Regions from separate parts of the Bicyclus anynana genome. Here region 2 is linked to region 1. The links are chromatin contacts, called in public Hi-C maps. All regions are on one chromosome and are shown on one strand. The core of a region is the stretch at or near the end of the contact, and the rest is flanking DNA. Distances in the headings are between cores, read along the strand shown.

What was found. Hi-C and Micro-C count contacts between places; a contact is called where the count stands out from the background.
Region 2: a Hi-C map of whole body shows a contact between it and region 1, with 2.5 times the contacts expected there. The contact joins the promoter of LOC112050643 here to the enhancer-like site in region 1. A contact is called at or near these places in 2 of 2 Hi-C or Micro-C datasets (whole body and whole larva).

What each region holds. Positions count from the first base shown.
Region 1 is chr19:1,754,491-1,757,429 of ilBicAnyn1.1, forward strand. It overlaps LOC112050643 (phosphatidylinositol 3,4,5-trisphosphate 3-phosphatase and dual-specificity protein phosphatase PTEN), which reads right to left. Exons shown (of 10, transcript XM_024088947.2): 3 at 1,577-1,718. Among protein-coding and RNA genes, the nearest start is that of LOC112050642, 38 kb to the left of the region's middle. Within about 2 kb of position 1,606, at least 7 of the 8 cell types and tissues checked have open chromatin away from gene starts, as enhancers often do.
Region 2 is chr19:1,804,865-1,807,983 of ilBicAnyn1.1, forward strand. LOC112050643 (phosphatidylinositol 3,4,5-trisphosphate 3-phosphatase and dual-specificity protein phosphatase PTEN) reads right to left here and starts at 1,749. Exons shown (of 10, transcript XM_024088947.2): 1 at 955-1,749. The coding sequence starts at 1,189.

The DNA of each region.
Region 1 (2,939 bases), core at 356-2,855:
TTAGTGAGTCATTCAGGATTTCTATGGTATAAAACTCAGTACAATATGTTCAAATTTTTCGCTGAAGTTTAAACCGCAGGCCGCACAAACCTCTTACAGTGAAATACATAGGTGTTGCAGGGGCACCCGCAGGGGATCGTTCACTCGATGAGTATCGATATCTCAAACGCATGAGTTTATTAAATTCGACACTCAGCGGCTGAACGATCCCCTGGGGGCGCCCCCACAACGTCTATGAATTCCACTGTTACTGCATTTAGCGAACAAACAGAAACTTCGTAGCAGTAAAAACGCCAAGTGAGACTACGCCTTAATTTCAGCAATGTATCTTACAGCAGGCATAAAAAAACGACGCGACAACAAGTTACGAGCACATTATACACACGCCATTATTAGTTAGAATTACTTGAAGAAAAACTTACACGTTACATCTATTTTTTTAATTGGGCAACAGGACTCCTTGGCATAGGTATTCTTTTTCCTTATACAAGTTTTTAATTAGACGTCTTTAGCCGCCTGCCAGAAAGCGAGAAAAATAGACGCTCTAGAAATATGGTGCTGGAGAAGAATGCTTGGTATATCCTGGACACAGTTCCGATCCAACATTTCAATCCACCAAGAACTGGGCATCAAACAGCGTCTTTCTTCCATAGTCCAATGTCGCATACTGACTTTCTTTGGTCATATTACAAGAAAAGATGACACGTCCAGAGAGACTTGTGGTGCAAGGAAAGGCGGAGAGCACAAGAGCACGTGGCAGGTCACCAATGCGGTGGACTGACCAAGTAAAAACCGCTCTCCATGGATCACTCTACGATGCTAGGAGAGCCACACTACGGGAGGAATGGCGACGGATAGCGAGGCTTGCCACCACATCCAAATGACGAACACGACCAAGAGTGTAACAACAAAGAAGAGAAGAAGACGCCTGCAAGCACCGACCTCCTGCAATCGCCTTGATTTAGTCGGACGTTATTGGTTTGATAGATTTTCCGGATGTCATCATTACGCCATTATCAAAAAGTTAAATATACTTGAGGAAATATTTGCGAGGATGTGAGCCGTAATTGCATGTGAGTCAAATGTTCATACATGTAAAATAATATTTTTTTATTTAAGTTCTACAACTGGACTTTATGTTTAGTACGTTCAGATGTACCATATATGACCCACGACGATCACACACGACGACGACATTGCTTGGGTCCTCGTTGAGCCAAAGGTGCACGTCTTCGCAGATCTCCTGGATCTGGGTGACGCCGGACGTGAGGTCCACCAGATGTACCACATATGAGCCAGCTTCAGAAGGTGAGCTAACCTGTCCTCCCCTTGCTAGTTTTGCAGTGGACGATGGCGTCGTTGCGCGGGTCTTCGTTGAGCCACAGATGCACTTCCACACAGAGCACCTTGATCTGGGTGATGCCGGGCGCGTGACCCACCAGATGCAACACGTATGACCCAGCTTCAGAAGGTGAACTAAGTGCACGTCTTCGCAGAACTCCTGGATTTGGGTGATGCCGGGCGCGTGCTCCACCAGATGTACCACATATGACCCAGCTTCAGAAGGTGAACTAACCTGTCCGCCCCTTGCCGGCTTTGCAGTGCACGACGGCGACGTTGCGCGGGTCCTCGTTGAGCCACAGGTGCACGTCTTCGCAGAACTCCTGGATCTGGGTGATGCCGGGCGGCGCGTGGTCCACCAGCTCATACCGCTTTACCTGGAAACAAAAATAAATTGTATTTCAAAATCAAATTTATGATAAACTAACGGACGCGTGCGACTTCATCCGCCCTTAGAATTCCTTAGTCCGGCCCTGTCGCAAAATCCGTTCCTAGCGGACGTCTACTAACTATTAGAACTCCTTATTCCAGTCCCAACTACTGAAAATTTCATATAAGAAAGAAAAAGAAACAGAAGCCTGATCCAGGATCTCATGTTTTGAAGTCACATAACGAAACAGTAACTTCATACGAGCATAACTTTTTGCTATACGATCTTCAGCTGAAACGGTTATTTAAACATCCACATGGCAGTAATATCTCTAAAAGTATATCTACCTATACTGACATCGTAAAGAGGTAAAGTTTGTGAGGTTGTGGGGGTAATCTCTGGATCTACTGTACCGATGTTTTTTAAGATATTGCGGTATCGTGGCCACGTTATCTATGATTGTCATAGGCTACAGTTTATCTCCGTTTAGTCACAGAACTACACGGGCGATACCGCGTGGTGTCTGCTAGTATAATTATATAGATGTTGCAGGGATATCATAAAAACAGGGATTTGGTAAATTCCCTAAGGGATTTGATCAAATCATGGAGGATGTTAAAATAACAACACGATTTTATCCTTTCCCTAAACAAATTTAGTGAATTGAACTAATCCCTGAACTGGTTCAGTGAAATGATAGGTTATAACCTAAAAGAGGAAGTTTTCTTCGCGGGGCTTCTTTATATGGGTGGTTTAAAAAAAAAGCTAACCTAACCTATCCTATCCGAGTCGGGGTAGGGCAAATAACATTCGGGCAAACGTCGGTACCCCAGTTCACGGATCTGTTTAATTCACTAAATTTGTTTAGGGAAAAGAAAAAATGGTGTAGTTATTTTAACATTTTCAATGATTTGATCAAATTCCTTAGGGAATTTAACAAATCCCTGTTTTTATCATATCCCTGCAGCATGTCTATGCCGTCAAAGTCCAAGTCAAGCTTTTTAGTATCTACTAAAAAGCTTGACTTGGACTTTGACGGCCTCCGTGGCGCAGTGGTATGCGCGGTGGATTTACAAAACGGAGGTCCTGGGTTCGATCCCCAGCTGGGCAGATTGAGATTTTCTTAATTGGTCCTGGCTGGTGTTAGGCTCCGGCCGTGGCTAGTTACCACCTTACCGCCAAAGACGTACCGCCAAGCGATTTAGCGTTCCGGTACGATGTTGTGTAG
Region 2 (3,119 bases), core at 499-2,998, 51 kb after region 1:
GGTGCATCGCCTAGACCGGATTTGAATTGAAGCAAAGGTCATTTTCATGGTCCTCATAATAGAAAAATAATAATGAATTTTTATTCAACCTTATAATATTAATGTGCAGCAGCATACCATAGCACAGCACAAATAAATAGCTGATTACTTTAAATATAATTTATCAACATGATTTTAGAATAATTATTATTAATTATAATGTAAAAAGTGTGCAACTATATCCAATTCATATTAGTTAGCTATAATTAAAGCAGTATCCCTTGCACCTGCCCATTAGAGCATGTACAAAATTAGCACCTTTAATAAACACAACATAGTAACAAATTATGCAATGGCTTAGTGAAAATTTTTCTTTTATAATGCATATTTGTGTATAACAAAGAGCTGCCTGACTGAGAGAAAGTTACATCTATCAACAAACTACTTTCCATAGCTAATGGAGTGACATTGATTGGTCCAAGGCTTCCCTAAAATACACAATGTTACTATCTACAAGTTTCTAACTGTTTATCAGATACTATCTATGTAATATGCTGTGACTAGCTATAAATATAGGTTATTTGAGCTGTTGCTATGCAAGATATCAGATATGTATACATGTATAGCTAACCCCATATCAAACTGTTGCCTTTTTGTACAAGCAGCATACATTGACACACAGCAAATGGTGTAGGTGTGTACACAATATGTTTGATCACTTTCTTGACTGTTTACAATTGTAAATCTCGACAGGAACTGAATATGTCGAGTCGTATCTCGCGTTATAACCTCAAATACGCGAACTGGCGATACGGACGCCACATACAGGTTATGCTAGCGCTCGTAAAAACTACGACGAGAAACCTACTGAGTGCGTAGAATCGGTGGTTCCCGACGCGCCGCGGGTTCTGCGCCACTTACCAGGGTCTGCGGGGGCATCCCAACTTATCACTAATCACTACACAAAAAGGATACATGCCAAGTCCAAATTGAAACCGTCCTTCATGTAGCGGATGCGGCGCTTGCTCACCATGCCCTTGATAGGGTTGGTCATCTTGATGTTGGAGATGGAGTTGGCCATGGCTGTGAGGGGCCAGCGCCGCGGGAGCAGCTCTGCCGCCGCGCCCTTAGCGGGCCCGCCCGTGGCCGGCACCCAACGCTTCTCGGGTGCCTTGCGGTCGCGGCGCCGGCAGCTCACGCAGATACCCATAAACCCTCCGGCGCTCGCATGGGGCCGGCGGAGCGCGAGCGGACGCCGCGGCCGCCCGATCAGCTCGCGCCCGCCATGGTCCGCGCGGCCCGCCTCGCCCGAGCCGCTCTCCGTGCTCTCCGCGCTCTCCGCACTCTCCGCGCACCGAGGCCACCCGGACGCCCCGACACCAGTTACACATATAGCATACTCCACGCCCGCCACTGATGCACGCACTGTCTCCACTCGCCACTCCGCACGCCTTCGCCTGTCGCTACGCGAGCGATGCCACAATTTATCACAATTTATCTCGCACGAATGGCGTCCATCCTGCGTTCGCACTTGATCCTAGAACACGACCGACGAGAAACAGTTGCACAAGAAAGAAAGATGGTTATGAATTGATGGCCAAAGTGATGGCGCCGTCCCGTTCGCACATAAAACGTACGCGTTCATCGAACAGAGATAGAACACAACCTTAATTTCGGTAGTGGCTGCTGCCTCTCTTTGTTCACTGACGTTTACGAGTTTACACGCAAGGTAGCGCTGTAAGAACGAAATCCCGCCACTATTCAAATTGCAGCGAATAATCGATATAACTTTCAAAATATTAATGTATTATTGAAATTTCTTAGTAAATGAATCTTTTCAATAAATAAACTTAATCAAGAAAGCTGTAACTTCATTTAAATTGCCTCTATAATAGAAACCAAGTGTTGCGTAGAGTTACTTCAATGGCAACATAGATGGCGTGATATTAAATAATGACAAGGTGCGTTCCGATTGTAGCTTGAATAATAATAATTTGATTTAATTTGTTAGAAGATATAAAACAAATTAGTCTAAATAATCTTCATCTTCTGAAAATTAGACCTTTAAAATATATGGTTGAACATATAATTTATATTGGTTTTATTAATCGTACCTACTCTATCCATATCTAGCCCAAGATTTTATACTATTAGACAGGTTATGTGCCTACAACATCACAAAAGTGATTGGAAATTAGCTACTTCACTGAGCGCACACATGCTCAATTTTACCTTTACTTATATTATATATTTATGTAGATATGTTACGTCTAAAAACTGAAGTGGCTAATTGTCTTAATTTCATTTAGTAGCCATAGTACACAACGGAAGTTATTTAAACAAATAATATCCAAATATTGCCAACAATGTTGAGTTGTGGAAGTGAAGTAAACGCAATATTGTGCATGTGTGCGCTCAGTGTGGTAACTAAATTCAGATCACTTTTTGCGGTGATTTTGTACGCACGTAACATGTCTATAATATAAAATGTCGTTGCTACCATACCATTCCACGTGGGCATCAGGCATGCCGCATGATTTGAGTTTTTTTATCATCATCATTATCAACTCACATTCGGCTCACTGCTGTGCTCGAGTCTCCTCTCAGAATAAGAGGGGTTAGGCCAATAGCCACCACGCTGGCCTATTGCGGATTGGCAGACTTCACACACGCAGAGAAATAAATTCTCTGGTATGCAGGTTTCCTCACGATGTTTTTCCTTCACCGTTTGTGACACGTGATATTTAATTTCTTAAAATGCACATAACTGAAAAGTTGGAGGTGCATGCCCCGGACCGAATTCGAGCCCACACCCTCCAGAATCGGAGGCAAAGATCATATCCATTGGGCTATCACGGCTCATTGAGTTATTTTTCCCTAATAAAAAAATCGTTTCAGTAAACGAATATTGGATTGTATCTAATAATGTACTCGTAAAACCGCGCCCACTAAGTACTTAGGTACCTACATAAATCTAGGTGCTAATTCACTGAGGTATCGGATTTCTACTAGCATGGATAATCATTTGGCCAGGGTTGCCAGTTTTACTATAATGGTATTAAAATACGGCATTCTCATTAAAAGTTGTTAGGTGTTTGATTAATGAATTCAAGCCTGAATAAATCAATGGTAAAGAAATG